Regions from separate parts of the Mus musculus genome. Here regions 1, 2, 3 and 4 are each linked to region 5. The links are chromatin contacts, called in public HiChIP or PLAC-seq and promoter capture Hi-C maps. All regions are on one chromosome and are shown on one strand. The core of a region is the stretch at or near the end of the contact, and the rest is flanking DNA. Distances in the headings are between cores, read along the strand shown.

Region 1 (2,700 bases), core at 6-2,505, 360 kb before region 5:
AGTACTCGATGGCCGCTAAGCTGTTGCAGACTCCAGACTAAGAGCGTATTGGTAGTTATTGCACAAGGAGGCAGCAAGAATCCTTACATTTTTAAAGAATGCCATGCTGAGGAGGGCTTAGAAGCTTGTCCACAGAGTGTCCTGAAAATGCCAGCCCTTACGTGGTGGAACAGACACATCCTAAACCAACCCATGCCCGCCCGGTCCCCTTTCTTCTGGAAGCTCTCATTTTGGTCATTGTGGTAATGGCATCTTTCCTGTTCCAACTCCAGTGAGATTGACAGCCTCCTGTGTAATTTTTATTTGTCTCAAGTGTTGCCCACTTAGCTACTCGATGTTCTTAGCCTATGTTTAACTCCTGAGTACATATCAGTCTGAACCGTTATTTTTAATTATCCTAAGGACATCATTACTCACAAAGCCATGCACGTTGAAATCTCTGGCTTTTAAATCATTTTTTTAATCAGACCCATTTTTTATTTGTCTCAAGTGTTGCCCACTTAGCTTGCTGCGTAAGGTTTTGTCTTCTTTCTGCCCTGATTCCTCACCATGATGGAACAGCTACTTTCCATAAAATGCTTATGAAATGTTTATCTTTCTCAACAGTTCATGTAGTAGTTTGGCAAAGGTAAGAGCTAAAAACTAGAGAGTAAACTCTAACTTGGGTTTCAGCAACAGACTTTCAAATAATATGCATGCAAGACTCCACCCACCCTCCAGCCAAGAAAAGTGTTACCCCATCAAGTTTCATGGAATCCTCCCAGATAGCCTTTCTTTCCCTTTGACATGCAGCCATGCATTATCTTCTCTATCACTGACACCCCCTTCACGTAACAGCAAGAGAGACTGCAGCTGTAAAACTGCCGAACATCTGCAAGCAGAGTGCACGATGAATACAGCTTTCGGTCTCTTTGTCATAGTGGCTCAAGAAAGACTTGAGAAAAGCTAAGTATTTGACTCTCCTTCCTCCCCTCTCTGCCCCATCGCCCCAGGTACTTCCACAACTTACAGAACCTCAGTCTGGCTTACTGCCGAAAGTTCACCGACAAAGGCTTACAGTACCTGAACTTGGGGAACGGATGCCACAAGCTCATCTATCTGGACCTTTCCGGCTGCACCCAGGTTTGCCTCCCAGTCTCAGTCTTCTCTGTCCTGCAGCAGGCGAGGACGTCCTCCCGAGAGCCAGCTGCATCCAGCCCTCATGTTGCACTAATGCTGTGCGTGGAGCACAGAACACTCTGCTGAGGTTTTAAATTACATGGCCACAGCTGCTTCAATTTTCTCCAGGATTGCTACTATAGGCGCCTGGCTTCTGTCCACAGGCGCGTCACATCAACAAACAGGCAGAGCTCATTGGATGATGAAACGGACCACTTCTGAGAACAGTTTGAGGGCAGAGTCCAAATCTCCAAAACTTTATAGAGCCACTAAGATACAAACAAATGGGGTGGGATACACAGGATTCCTGACAAGGCAGTTAGGTCCCCCGTGGGCTTTTCTCTGGGTAAAATGCTACAAGCAATAAATGTGAGAAATAGAAGTCCCACATAAAGGACCGTAAATGTTTAAAACTGCATTACATACATATCCTAAATATTACAAAGATGTGAGATTCGGGTGGGAAACTGTTTGAAGATGAAGGGACAGGGATTGGGGAAGTTGGGCAGGCAGTCATGTGAAATATATGGCATTCAGATGCACTCGCTACTTCTTCCACAGTTCCTTCTGCTATCTATAGTTTCCATAGACTTAAGCTATCCTTCCTGTGACCAATTTTCTCCCATTTCTTCGTGTCTCAATATTGATGTCTTCAGTAGTATACTATGTTCTTCATAATGCCACACAGGTGAGAGCTGGTTAAAATAAATGTCTAACCACAACCAGCTAGCTGTAGTTGCCAATGATTGAGCTGTTTTTGTGTTAGGTGAGACATCACTCTTTATACAGTGGATTCCTTGTGAGGGTTTTGTGCCCATTTACCAAAGTTCCAAGTGGTAGAATAAACCGGCCAGTTTTGCCTAGAAGCCTATGGTGTAGGTCACATGATAAGCACCTGGAGGCGGACACCACGGGGCAAGGAATTCTTATGCAGCTGCACTGTTCCCTGAACATGACTTCCTAGTGTTCTAGGTATGAGAGGTGAGAAGAGAAGACTTGTCTAAGGTTGAAATAAATGTACAGAATGGATACTTCCGTGAACTAGCGTGCAGACGTGCATTAGTACCAACCAGGACTTAAGTTGGAAGTACCCTTGTTTTCCTCATTGTGGCTGGATTTCTGATAGCTTTTTGACCTTGGCCATCTGATGTCTCTAAAGTACTTATTAAGAAAACCTGGGACTGTAGGAATTGTACATTCTTTCTCTGCTTTCCGTTGAGAGCAGCTGCTTTAAAAAGCTTTGTTATGGTTTTACAGCCTAGGAATGTCTTTCTCCCAGATCTGGGAGCTGTCCCTTTGACACAATCTCATCAAAGAGGATAGTGTCTCATCTGTGGGAGGGTAGAACACTACCTCAGATGAGACCCTAGGAAACACAGACCCCCCCTACCACAGAGAAAAGTGTTTCTAAGTACAGAGAGAAATTTGTGTGCTCAAAAAATTCCTCCAGCCAAACTTGCTAACTGTAAGTGTTTTAGCACTTTCCCTGCATCTCACCTTAAACAGTCTCCCACAGTAGGCCTTATGTTGTGTACATGCATA
Region 2 (2,700 bases), core at 180-2,679, 280 kb after region 5:
GCAATTTGTATTAAACAACAACTCTTCTGCTATTAGGAGATGGTGCAGTGACTTATTTATACAGTGTTGTCTCTTTAAACTCTCCTCTGTTTTTGTTTTTGTTTTTGAAGATAGGGTTTCTCTGTGTAACAGAGATTAAGATGTATGCCACCAGCCTGGCTCTCTTTGTCTCTTTTAATGAGTAGTTTACAGAGAAAGAAATGAAAATTAGCTGGCTTGATTAGTTAATATATATAAACATGTATTTATAAATATATTATTATAAGTAATATATTACAAATAATATATTAATATTTATAAATATATTTATAATCACTGTATTATTACAAGTTTCTTTTGTTTTTTCTTGCCTTGTATTATGTTCTAGTAGTTTGAAATGATATGATTCATTGTTACGCATCAGTAGCTAACACTTCATGTCTAACTTTTAATTAAATTCATGTCACTCAGGTAAAAAGAACATATTCTCATGGTACTTACAGAGCTGGCCCGATGCGACAGATCAGCTTGGTGGGAGCAGTTGATGAAGAAGTGGGCGATTACTTCCCCGAGTTCCTTGACATGTTAGAGGCGTCACCATTTTTAAAAGTAAGAGAAGGTCTTGGCATTCTAAAGTGTGGTGGGTATTGCTTTCGGTTATAGCTGATGCCAATGGATGGCTGTTTGTTTAGAACTATCGTGATCTTTGTTTTGTTTTGAGACAGGGTTTCCTGCACTCACGGTTATCCTGGAATTCACTCTGTAGACCAAGCTGGTCTCCAAATCACAGAACTCTGCCTGCCCCTGCCTCTCTCCTGAGTGCTGAGATTAAAGGTCTGCACCATCATGCTCAACATAATTAGAAAAAAGTTTATTTAAATCAGGGGAAAGGAAGGAAACAGTGATCTTGTGTTACGTATATACGTAACTTCTCACTCTTAACTGTAATGGCCAAGTTAAATGTTACACCAGCAAATGCCCTTGCCTGTTACTGCCCTGTGTGTCTTGTAGACCAAGAAGTGTAGGAAGGATGCCTGTTAAACACTTTGAGCACAAAGGGGGTGGGGGGTGGCTGACACTGTGGGAAACTGGCCGAGGTAGGGACTTGTACAGTTGTATAAAACATCGAGTTCACGCCCCATCATAGTCTATAAAAGTTCTAATCAAGGCCCATTTGATATTTCTTTAAAAATGTATTCATTATTGTTAGTCTATGTGGGGTAGGGCACATATGTGCATGTGGCAGTCAGCAGACAACTTGGTGGAATCCCTTTTTTCTTTCCTTTCTTTTTTCTATGGAGTCTCATCTCTCCTTCTTTATTTGCATGAGTTGTGGGCACAGATCTCTAGTTTTGTGTGCCCAGCTCTTACCTGCTGTGCTGCTGCACTCTTACTATGGGTTACCTGGGGTAGCCCATTGAGAGAGAAATCTCTGACCTGGGCAGGTAAGTTTTTAATAGTCAGTAATTCTGAGGTCGTGAACTCTCCCTGAAATGTAGGCCCTAGTCCACAGCGGAGTGTGAGACTAGTCTAAAACTTACCACATAGGCATCTTCTGTTTTCACTATATTGTTTTTTTCTCCTTTATAGCTTTTAAACGTTGTTCCTTTTTCTTCCAGCTAGTCATATCAAGGTACATTGATTGTAATCATTAAGTGGTATTTTATAGAATGGCTGCTTCAAATCTTATTTTAAGCATTCTTTCTAGAGAAATAAGTTCTTTCAAAAGGTGATTAAACAACACCATCATTCCATCATAGTGAACTTGTGATCTTCCATTCTCCTTCACGTTTAAATTTCAACTTAGTTTCTGCTTTAAGACCAGTAACCTTTTCAAGAAACTACTGCCAGGTGCTGGCGGCACACACCTTTAATCCCAGCACTCAGGAGACAGAGGCAGTTAGTTGGATCTCTGAGTTGGAGGCCATCCTAGTTTACAGAGCAAATTCCAGGACAGTCAGGGCTACAGAGAAACCAAAAACAAAAAAGAAACTACTAAGCAAATATAAGCATATATATATTTGATGTTGTATTTGATTATGACTTATTAAGGAAACACTTAGTTTTTTTTTTTTTTTTTTTTAAAGATTTATTTATTTATTTATTATATGTAAGTACACTGTAGTTGTCTTCAGATACACCAGAAGAGGGCATCAGATCTCATTACGGGTGGTTGTGAGCCACCATGTGGTTGCTGGGATTTGAACATCGGCCCTTCGGAAGAGCAGTCGGGTGCTCTTACCCACTGAGCCATCTCACCAGCCCAACACTTAGTTTTTTTAAACTCAAATTTGTTTTCAAGGTTGTTGTGGAGACCGCATGCTTATTTGGCAGCTTATTAGATTTCTGTTGCCTGTGTTAGAAAGAAGAGTGACTACTGATAAGCATGGGCCCTCACCTCTAGGAGGGTGGCCCACGAGATCTTCTGAGCTGAACTGAAGCAGAATACGTGACAATAGGGATGTGTTAATACAGGATGTATTTCAGATGCTTAACTTGTATATGAATTTGTGTGTAAGGGGGGGGACAGTTTTTCTCTTCCTCCAGTCTCATTTTAGCTTTTTATTTATTAGGACATTGTAAGGATTCTTACAGGGAGAATTAGTATTTTTTAAAAATTATCAATTTGTTTCATCTGTTGGCTTTCAGGTCGAGTTTTAATTTTTCCTTTTGAGATTATAATATAATTACATTATTTTTCCTATCCCTACCCATATATCC
Region 3 (2,700 bases), core at 145-2,644, 460 kb before region 5:
CAGCAACCCCGGAGATGGAGACAGGAGAATCAGAAGTTCAAATTTTCTGCTATGCAGTGAGTTCCAGGCCAGGGACACATCAGATCTTCTGCCTTAAAAAAGCAAAACAAAAGACCACCACCACCACCAACAACAACAACAACAAAAACCCACCAAAGTATTCTTGTATAGAAATATTTGACAGAGAGAAAAAACAAACAAAACCACAAAAAACCCACACACAAACAAGCACCCTACAAATCAGGCTTTGTAAGGGCAAATGCTCATTTTCAAAAACTGCTTTCCTCTGTGACCAAAGGGGAAGGTTCTGTGCACTCCCCTTTCTTACAGCATTTCCTGGAGGAAATGGAAGGCTGGAATATAAATCCATGGTTGTTCCTGGTCCCTTCTAGTAAGTGCAAATTTTGAAAAGTAAATGCTAGTTGTACAACCCAAAGATGTGTTTTCTACCTGCCTTTAAAGGTGCCTTATTTTTGTTCTAGGGAAGGGCAATTAGCTCCCACCAACCTCAGTTTAAAAACAAATATATTTCTCTACCTTTGAGGCAAGCAGGTATTGGTTGGCAGGTTTTATTTCAAATAGTTTTTCCAACAGTTTTCACGACTTAAGCCATCCTTTTAGAAGGGTGTGTCTCCTGTTGGTTGTGGTTCTTATTCCCAACACACACACCCCGGTTGCAGGGACGCTACGGATGACTTAAAGGTACTTCCCAGGACAGGTGCCACAAAGTGCTGGCAGAATTGCATCTCAGGGATCCATTCTTCACATAGCACGAGCAAAGTTTCAACCCAGGCTTGAGGCCCCTGAGAACCTTCTCACAGTAAGGGGCATCTCTTTGATAACAACACAAAAGCTCAGGTAAAACTTTAAAATGAGAGGCAATCTACTTGGCTCGGAGAAACCTCAGCTCTTGGCTGTGAAGCCGAAGGGAAGTAACAGGACACTTCGGGCAATGTTTTCAGCTCTTATTTTAAACAAAGAAGTGGGAGCAGGGAAGCGGCTCAGGACCCACCCAAGGCAACCTGGGCTTCCAGAGTCGTCTGTCTACCTCCAGCCTTTCTCCCCATGCAGTCGCGGGTGTCTAGGGCACCTCCAACCCAGCCTGGCCTGAGGTGGGTCCGGAGCCCCGAACCAGTCCACCTGCCGGGCAGCCCATCGCCTCACCTGCGGATCGCGAAGGGCGCAGTCGGCGACCGCCTCGCCGCGGTCCCCGAGTCAGCCGGTAGATACAGTAGCAGGCGCCGGCGCCCAGGACCAGCCCTGCTGCCACCCAGCCCACGTCCCGCGCGCCACCCATGCTGCTGCCTCGGAGCTGCAGGGAGCCGAGGAGCCAGGGCCACACGCAGGTGCAGCTGGGCCAGAACCAGCCCAGAGAAAGGAAATGGGGTTGGAGCTCCGCCTTCCGGAAGCCGCCCTGCTAAAATCGGAAGCCCTCCCACCCTGTGTGCTGCGGTTCCTTTCACCAGGCAGGCGGGATGCCCCTAGTGCAAGCAGCTTTTTCCTGGACCAAGACCGGGACTGCGGCGCGTTGAACACAGACCCTAGCTCCGCCCCAACACTCACTCTCCCGTCCAGCCCTCTCATTTTACCCGGCCCCGGCCTGTACTGTCCTGCCCCGCCCCTCCCCGCTCTGCCCCGCCTCTCTGCACTCGCCCCGCCCCTCTCTGCCCCGCCCCTCTGCAATCGCCCCGCCCCGCCCCAGTTGCCCCGCCCCCTCCCTGCTAGGTTCTTTCTTCATCTCGCGAAAGGCTTGGACTATTTGGCACCTCCTTTGTGGTTGCTAGGCAACGCTCCGGCGCGTCTCTCCTCCTCAACGTGAACAGCAGTAACCTATGAAACGCATTCTGAGTCCTGCTTCTGACCATGGCTTCACTACGCAGTGCCACCCCCAGGCTAAGGAGCTACTTCAGGGACAAGTACATTCCTCAAATCTGTGAGGTACTGCAGCCACATAGCCTCTCACACAGTGGGCGCGGGGAAAAACTGGGAGAGGCAAGGAGATTCCCGGAACTGGAGCTAAGAAGGAGCAGGATGGGGAAGCTTGAAGTCAATTTAGGGTAACTAGAGAGAGAAGGGTAGGTTAGAGAAGACCGAAGGGTGCCGGTGGCTAAAACCAAGCCCAGGTGGGGATGACAAAGGAAGGGGACGGGGGAAAGTGACAATCTGCAGGGGGCGCAAAGAGCACAGGGCCTGGGTTGGAATCTCCAAGTGTCAACTACTAAATTCTATTATGGAAGAGCGTCTTGAGCAAGAAGTGAGTGGTGAGCCACTTGAAGACAAAAGACTTGAGGGGTTCTGGGTGTAGGCTTCGCCCCGCCTCGTTGTTAGCAGGAGGGAAGAAGAGTCACCTGCCTCTACACACAGCTTCACAACACACCTTTTTAGAGATCGCCACCAAGCAAAACCTGAGGTCTTGGTTTCAACAAAGAAATGAATTTCGGGGCCAACTTGTATGAAGCAAAGCTGGCTTCATTAAACGCAGGAACAAAGGTGCTCCAGTAGAGAGAGTAGAACACACCTGGTCAGACAATTGCGGGCTTCTGAAGGGAGAGTCGACCTTAAGTGTTGTCTTCACAATGCTGACATCAGTATTTTTTCTTGTGACTTTCAAGGTTACATTTCTAAATGTTGCCAAGAAACTACTACCCCTTTTCTTTTTCTTTCTTAATTTCTTTATTCACTTACTTCCCGATTGCAGCC
Region 4 (2,751 bases), core at 89-2,588, 330 kb after region 5:
TGGAAGAGTAGTCAGTGCTCTTAACTGCGAGCCATCTCTTCAGTCTGGGTTTTAGTAATTTTTCATTGGACCTTTTAGGCTCCAGATTATTCTGTATTGGATGATTGAATGATACGTCAGCAAATCAGCCATATTTATTATATTTAAAAAATTTTTAATATTAAGAAAAGGTGTGCCTATGTGTTTCTGTGCACTGTGGGAGGTTTATGAGTTATTTTTTATTCTTGCCCTTAAATTCATTTTTGATGGTGCTTTGTTGTTAACTTCAAAATTTCTTTAAACCTTAGTGTTTAATATAGTCAAAAAGTAACAGCTGTGGTTCTCAACCTGTGGGTCGTGACACCTATGGAGGTTAAACAACTCTTGCACAGGACAGATGTCAGATATTCTGCATATCAGATATTTATATTATAATTCATAGCAGTAGAAAAATTTAGTTATGAAGTAGCAATGAAATACTTTTATGGTTGGGATAACCACAACATGAGGAACTGTATTCAAGGGTCGCAGCATCAGGAAGGTTGAGTCCACTAGGTTATAGGATGGTTACTTAAAGGCATTGGACTTTTCTTAACATTTAGAACTGGGGGTGGGGAGCATATGTAGCTAAGTACAGCAGAGTACATGCAGGACAGTATAGATGTAATTGAAACACAGAACAAAGACAGTTTCAAAGTATTGAGTGGAAGGATGAGGGGAAATGCATAGGAGGCCCCTTTGTAAAGAGGAAATAGGATTTTGGCAGAGGTAGAAAAGTGTGGTATGGTTGAAACAAGAGAAGATGAGAGGACTGAACAGCAGTGTTGGTTAATAGGTTAGAGCAGGGCAATAGAGGTTGGAATATAGTTCTAAGGTAGTTAGTTACGAGTTTTATTCTATGACCAGACAGGGGTGATAAAAGGTTATTAGGAAAGGTAGTAATAGTGAGGCCATAGGGCCTGAGGAGAAACTTTCTTTAAAACACATTCATCTAGTAGTTTGTACCCTGTTAAATTCCATATGTAAAATAGATTCAGCTAATATTTTTAGATATGTTAGTAAAATAATTTAGAGGAACTCGTACATAACTGAAGCTGCTGTCTTTTAGTCTTTTGTTATGTGGAACCTAGGGTTAGAGCTGGTGAAAAGCGTAGGTGCAGAGAACTCAGTAACTGAACAGTACCCGGGCCTTCCTGAAGTTTGAACTACAATTCTCCTGGTGCTTGTTCTTCTGCTCCATGTCCTCTGCTGCAGAGACATAGTAGGTGCCCAGTGAGATGCAAAGGAAGAACATGGCCTCTCTTCCCCAAGTGGCCTGTACGGCCTTGCTGTCTGCAAGTTATATGTCATACTTCCTCATTAATGTGGACAAAGAGACAGTAAGCACATGTTCCTTAGGAAGCCTTTGTTTTGGAGTTAAGATGGAGGATGGAGAGAAGCACTAAGCTTCCTCTGTGTGTGTATGTGGGGCGGGGGGTGGAGTGGGAGAGGGGAGTGTACTGAGACCCTGTGTCAAACAAATAAGAAAATAACACACACACACACACACAAAGACATTTTTGTAAGTCTTGAATCTGGGGTAACTCCTCTCCTCCATCTTTCCTGCTCTCTCTCTCTCTGTTTTCTTGAGAGGGTCTTGTTATGTAGCCAGGATAGCCTCAGAATCACTAAGTATCCCAGCTGGCCTCACACTCAGTTTCTACTTTCTTAAGCTTTCCAATTGCTTGAGTTATAGACAGCCATGTACAAGCTTGGCTTGAAGTTTTTGTTTTTGTTTTTAAATTCCAAATGGTAGAATTAAACACATGCCACTCAGGATTTTGAAGATTTCTTGTGTATAATAAAACATAGACTATAAGCAAACAAACAAACAAACAAAGAATAAAAGGAATAAAAGGCAGAAGCCGAGTGTCAGGTGAGATGGTGTGTTTTCTGAGCATAATGAGGGGCATGTTGGACTGTGAATTGGTTCAAGAATAATAAGAGAAATGCACGGTAATATATGACCATTCATAGAGTAATTCAAAGTAGTTAAAAATCGCTTTTTAAAACATGTAGATCTGTACAAAGAATCTTCCTCCTGGTCATTATTACAGTGAGAGCACCCTGCACCCACCATGACTTCTGTAGTCACCATCTCATTGTAGGCTAACCTTTGGCATCATAAATGTGAAAATGTAATAAAGAAAAATTCAGATATTTTGATAGAAACAGTGATTAATCCTATGTAACAAAGAGAATTAACTGATACTATCTATAGCAAAGTTAAAATGTCATGCCTACAGTTAACACTATAGTTTTAAAATCTTTTTTTTTTCCATTTTTTATTAGGTATTTAGCTCATTTACATTTCCAATGCTATACCAAAAGTCCCCCATACCCACCCACCCCTAGTTTTAAAATCTTATTCTTACTGTAATACCCATCCTTGTAGTTGATTGATCCAAAAAAGATTTAGTGGGCTAGAGAATGGCTTAGGTGGTGATGTCTTGCCACATAATTATGAGGTGCTGAGAACAGATTCCCAACACCCATGTTCATGCTGGGTGTGGGGGAGCATTCCTGACACTTCAGTGCTTTGGGGAGCAGAGACAGGAGGATTCCTAGAGCTGGTTAGCCAGTCAGCCTTGCTGAACTGGTGAGTTCCTGGTTCAGTGAGAGGCACTGTCTTAAAAATAAAGTGGTGATACAGAAAATGTGGTACATTTACACAATGGAGTACTACTCAGCTATGAAAAACAATGACTTCATGAAATCTGCAGACAAATGGAT
Region 5 (2,730 bases), core at 46-2,545:
TCCTTTTAAATTACTATTTAGAGATGTTAAAGTATTTATGTTACTGTTTTGATTTTTTGTGAATATTTTCTCATTTTGTTTCAGGAGAAACCATACTCCCAAAGTTCAACACAGCACCAAGAGTAGGCACAATAATGAAACCTGGCCTCTTCCCCCTCAAGCTGTTGTTGACTCCATTTCCATCCTACAGCCACCTGTAGGGGAGGGGAGGGGAGGGGAGGGGAGGGGAGGGGAGAGGAGAGAAAAAAGAAAAGAAAAGAAAAGAAAAGAAAAGAAAAGAAAAGAAAAGAAAAGAAAAGAAAAGAAAAGAAAAACATATCTTAAATTACAGATGCTCTTCTTTTAAGTGAATCAATTCTGGGAACACACAAAAGTCATTTTCCACTTCCTCACCAGAAGAGCCTCAAGCATCAGAAACAAGTTCCAACTGACCTGGGAAGGCAGGAAGCTGAATATCCCTGCCTTGGTACTGCTTGCCGTGCAGGGGTGAGGTGAGGTGGGGTGGGGTGGGTTTAGGGGAGTGCTTGATGGCTCTTGAGCAAGCTGCTGCTTTGTCTTTAGAACCCGTGAACCCTCAGTTCCCTGCGTGCAGCCTGAAAGAGCACCCTACCCTCTCTACTCACATCTGATGGGAAATTCCCCCTAAGCCATCAGAGATACAGATTGTTCCACAGATACACAGAAAACGTCTTATTAACAAAAAGAAGAGAAAAGAAAAGAAAAAAGGTTAAACCACTGAACTCTCCTTTTTAAAAACATATTGACGCTAAGAATGGTCAGCATCCTCGCTGGGGCAAGCAATGTAATTGCTAAGATACTTAAATGGTCCTTTTTTGACCATCACGATTCATGCTGGTTAAGTCACCCTATACTTTGTCCTGATCCTAGCTGAGCCCAGGAGGCAAGCGAGAGGGAACCATCCCGCTACGCCACCTCCACCCCACCCTCCCCTCTCTGTGGTGACACATTGGGTACCACTCATTGCACAGGCTTGGGCAGCCCCAAGATGTGCCCGCAGGGACGGTGCCCCCTCAACCCAGAGCCTCTATGGGACTTCGGGTGACCAGCCCCGGCCGCCCCCTCCAGGACCCGCGTCCAGCACCTGCTCTGTCTCCTTCGTCCGTTGTCGCCGCCTGTGTGAGCAGACTCGGGAGCACGTCCTCCAGCACATCGAAGTGAGTGACCAGCCGCAGAGCCATGGCTCCCAAGCAGCAGCGGCGGGCATTCCGGGCGGGCTTACACCTCTCAGCCTACAACCACCTCTCCTTCCTCCCCGCCTCCCCAGGCTGCTTTCGGTTCAGGGTTCTGGGCGGTCCAGCCCCGAGGATCCCGAGCACCGCCCCTTCCAGGCCTACGCCGGGGAGCACTTCTCCCTACCCCAGAGACAACGCCTCCCCTGCCGCTGGCGCTGGCAGGGAACTGTGGCAGGGCCCGAAGGGGTGACAAAGCCAGCAGCTTCCAGACTGGACTTGGGGACAGCCGTGCGAAGCGGAGGGCAGGTTTTCTTTAGTCCCAGGTCATTCCCCCACGCAGCCACTTAGCTAGGGCCAGGTCACCTGAGGAGACTCGAGGTTACACAAAGGCAGCTGGCATACGGGCCAATTCTCCTTAGCTCTGCTGCACAGGGTGATGTTTCAGCTATAGTGTTTAGGTAATAAACAGCAGCAGGGAGTGGGTAAACTACAGGGTGCTGTTAAATGACACTAAGGACGGTTAGCTTAGCACAGTCTGGGTTCTCTTTACCTTTCAGTCATGCTTGAGGAAGCTGGCTTGTCCGCAAGTGGCCTCCCACGAGGTTTGTCTATAGGCACGTTCATTCTTCTTGGGTTCCTTCCCAAGTCCATCTATTCCACTATAAGTACGCCTGGTGTTTTCGTTCTATCACTCTGGCTTACTCTGCTTGAGGAGTGCTCAATAAACTTGGCCCTGTGAGATGCCATCCGTTCTGTACAGCAACAGCAGGTAATTACTGTTGCTAAAACTGAAATAGCCTTAGCCGACATAATGTCTCATGCCTATCAGCTTTGCACTTAGGAGACTAGCTTGGAGGTCATGGCCAGCTTGGGCTAGAGAATGAGTCCTGATCTCAAAAACAAACACTCAGCCAGCTCCATATCTCAAAGCAGAACACTGCCTAGTCTTTACCCAGTGCTGGTGCCTGGTAACTAGAACTTGAACTCCCAACTAATCTGGCTATTCATACGGATTCTGGTTATTCATACCTTCCTTCTGTTCAGTGGTTCTGAACCTTCCTAATGCTGCCACCGTTTAATACACCTCATGTTTAATACACCTCATGTTTAATACACCTCATGTTTAATACACCTCATGCTTAATACACCTCATGTTTAATACACCTCATGTTTAATACACCTCATGTTTAATACACCTCATGTTTAATACACCTCATGTTTAATACACCTCATGTTGTAACCAAACAAAAATGTTTTTCACTGTTACTTCCTAATTGTAATTTTGCTACTGTTATGAATCATAATGTAAATATGTGTTTTCTGAAGGTCTTAGATAACCCCCATGAAAGAGAATACCTACCCCTTTCGAGACTCACTGGTTGAGAACCACTAACCTAGAACAATCTCCAGTTGCTCCCAGACCTGGTTCCACACAACCTCTACAGCACAGCCCACAGTGACCTTCTTAACCCAAGAGTGGCATTGCTAATGGACTTCATTTCACCTGAGGTAGACTTTTGAGATTAAAAACCAAATC

The links. Promoter capture Hi-C pulls out the DNA fragments that hold promoters and counts their contacts. HiChIP or PLAC-seq counts read pairs in DNA pulled down with a chosen protein or histone mark.
Region 1: a contact with region 5 is called in a FOXA1 HiChIP or PLAC-seq map of pancreatic cancer cells. The contact joins the promoter of Lrrc17 here to the promoter of Gsap in region 5. A contact is called at or near these places in 2 of 39 promoter capture datasets (the 3T3-L1 cell line and stem cell-derived epiblast-like cells), 1 of 115 datasets of contacts at active chromatin or transcription factors (pancreatic cancer cells) and 1 of 9 other capture datasets (adipose tissue).
Region 2: a contact with region 5 is called in a promoter capture Hi-C map of liver, with 3 times the contacts expected there. The contact joins the enhancer-like site here to the promoter of Gsap in region 5. A contact is called at or near these places in 10 of 39 promoter capture datasets (the 3T3-L1 cell line, 3T3-L1-derived adipocytes, the C10 cell line and 5 more), 3 of 115 datasets of contacts at active chromatin or transcription factors (bone marrow-derived dendritic cells, embryonic stem cells and microglia) and 2 of 9 other capture datasets (liver and pancreatic islet).
Region 3: a contact with region 5 is called in a FOXA1 HiChIP or PLAC-seq map of pancreatic cancer cells. The contact joins the promoter of Armc10 here to the promoter of Gsap in region 5. A contact is called at or near these places in 15 of 39 promoter capture datasets (the 3T3-L1 cell line, 3T3-L1-derived adipocytes, the C10 cell line and 10 more), 1 of 484 Hi-C or Micro-C datasets (Th1 cells), 5 of 115 datasets of contacts at active chromatin or transcription factors (the NIH/3T3 cell line, astrocytes, bone marrow-derived macrophages and 2 more) and 3 of 9 other capture datasets (adipose tissue, embryonic stem cells and liver).
Region 4: a promoter capture Hi-C map of hematopoietic stem and progenitor cells shows a contact between it and region 5, with 2.1 times the contacts expected there. The contact joins the enhancer-like site here to the promoter of Gsap in region 5. A contact is called at or near these places in 3 of 39 promoter capture datasets (the C10 cell line, the HPC-7 cell line and hematopoietic stem and progenitor cells) and 1 of 115 datasets of contacts at active chromatin or transcription factors (microglia).

What each region holds. Positions count from the first base shown.
Region 1 is chr5:21,542,082-21,544,781 of GRCm38.p6, reverse strand. It overlaps Lrrc17 (leucine rich repeat containing 17), which reads right to left and starts at 1,255. Exons shown (of 4, transcript NM_028977.1): 1 at 1,063-1,255. It overlaps Fbxl13 (F-box and leucine-rich repeat protein 13), which reads left to right. Exons shown (of 21, transcript NM_001199632.1): 12 at 993-1,122.
Region 2 is chr5:20,905,995-20,908,694 of GRCm38.p6, reverse strand. Rsbn1l (round spermatid basic protein 1-like) reads left to right here. Exons shown (of 8, transcript NM_001080977.1): 4 at 451-588. Among named protein-coding and RNA genes, the nearest start is that of Tmem60, 25 kb to the right of the region's middle. Within about 2 kb of position 1,429, at least 3 of the 459 cell types and tissues checked have an H3K27ac peak or open chromatin away from gene starts, as enhancers often do. A contact at or near this core is called in liver, where this site is marked.
Region 3 is chr5:21,644,700-21,647,399 of GRCm38.p6, reverse strand. Armc10 (armadillo repeat containing 10) reads right to left here and starts at 1,394. Exons shown (of 6, transcript NM_026034.5): 1 at 1,165-1,394. The coding sequence starts at 1,297. Fbxl13 (F-box and leucine-rich repeat protein 13) reads left to right here and starts at 1,795. Exons shown (of 21, transcript NM_001199632.1): 1 at 1,795-1,938. The coding sequence starts at 1,864.
Region 4 is chr5:20,859,323-20,862,073 of GRCm38.p6, reverse strand. The region is part of intron 1 of Phtf2 (putative homeodomain transcription factor 2); the gene reads left to right. Among named protein-coding and RNA genes, the nearest start is that of Phtf2, 21 kb to the left of the region's middle. Within about 2 kb of position 1,338, at least 9 of the 459 cell types and tissues checked have an H3K27ac peak or open chromatin away from gene starts, as enhancers often do. A contact at or near this core is called in the HPC-7 cell line and hematopoietic stem and progenitor cells, where this site is marked.
Region 5 is chr5:21,184,832-21,187,561 of GRCm38.p6, reverse strand. It overlaps Gsap (gamma-secretase activating protein), which reads right to left and starts at 1,295. Exons shown (of 31, transcript NM_175437.3): 1 at 1,103-1,295. The coding sequence starts at 1,199.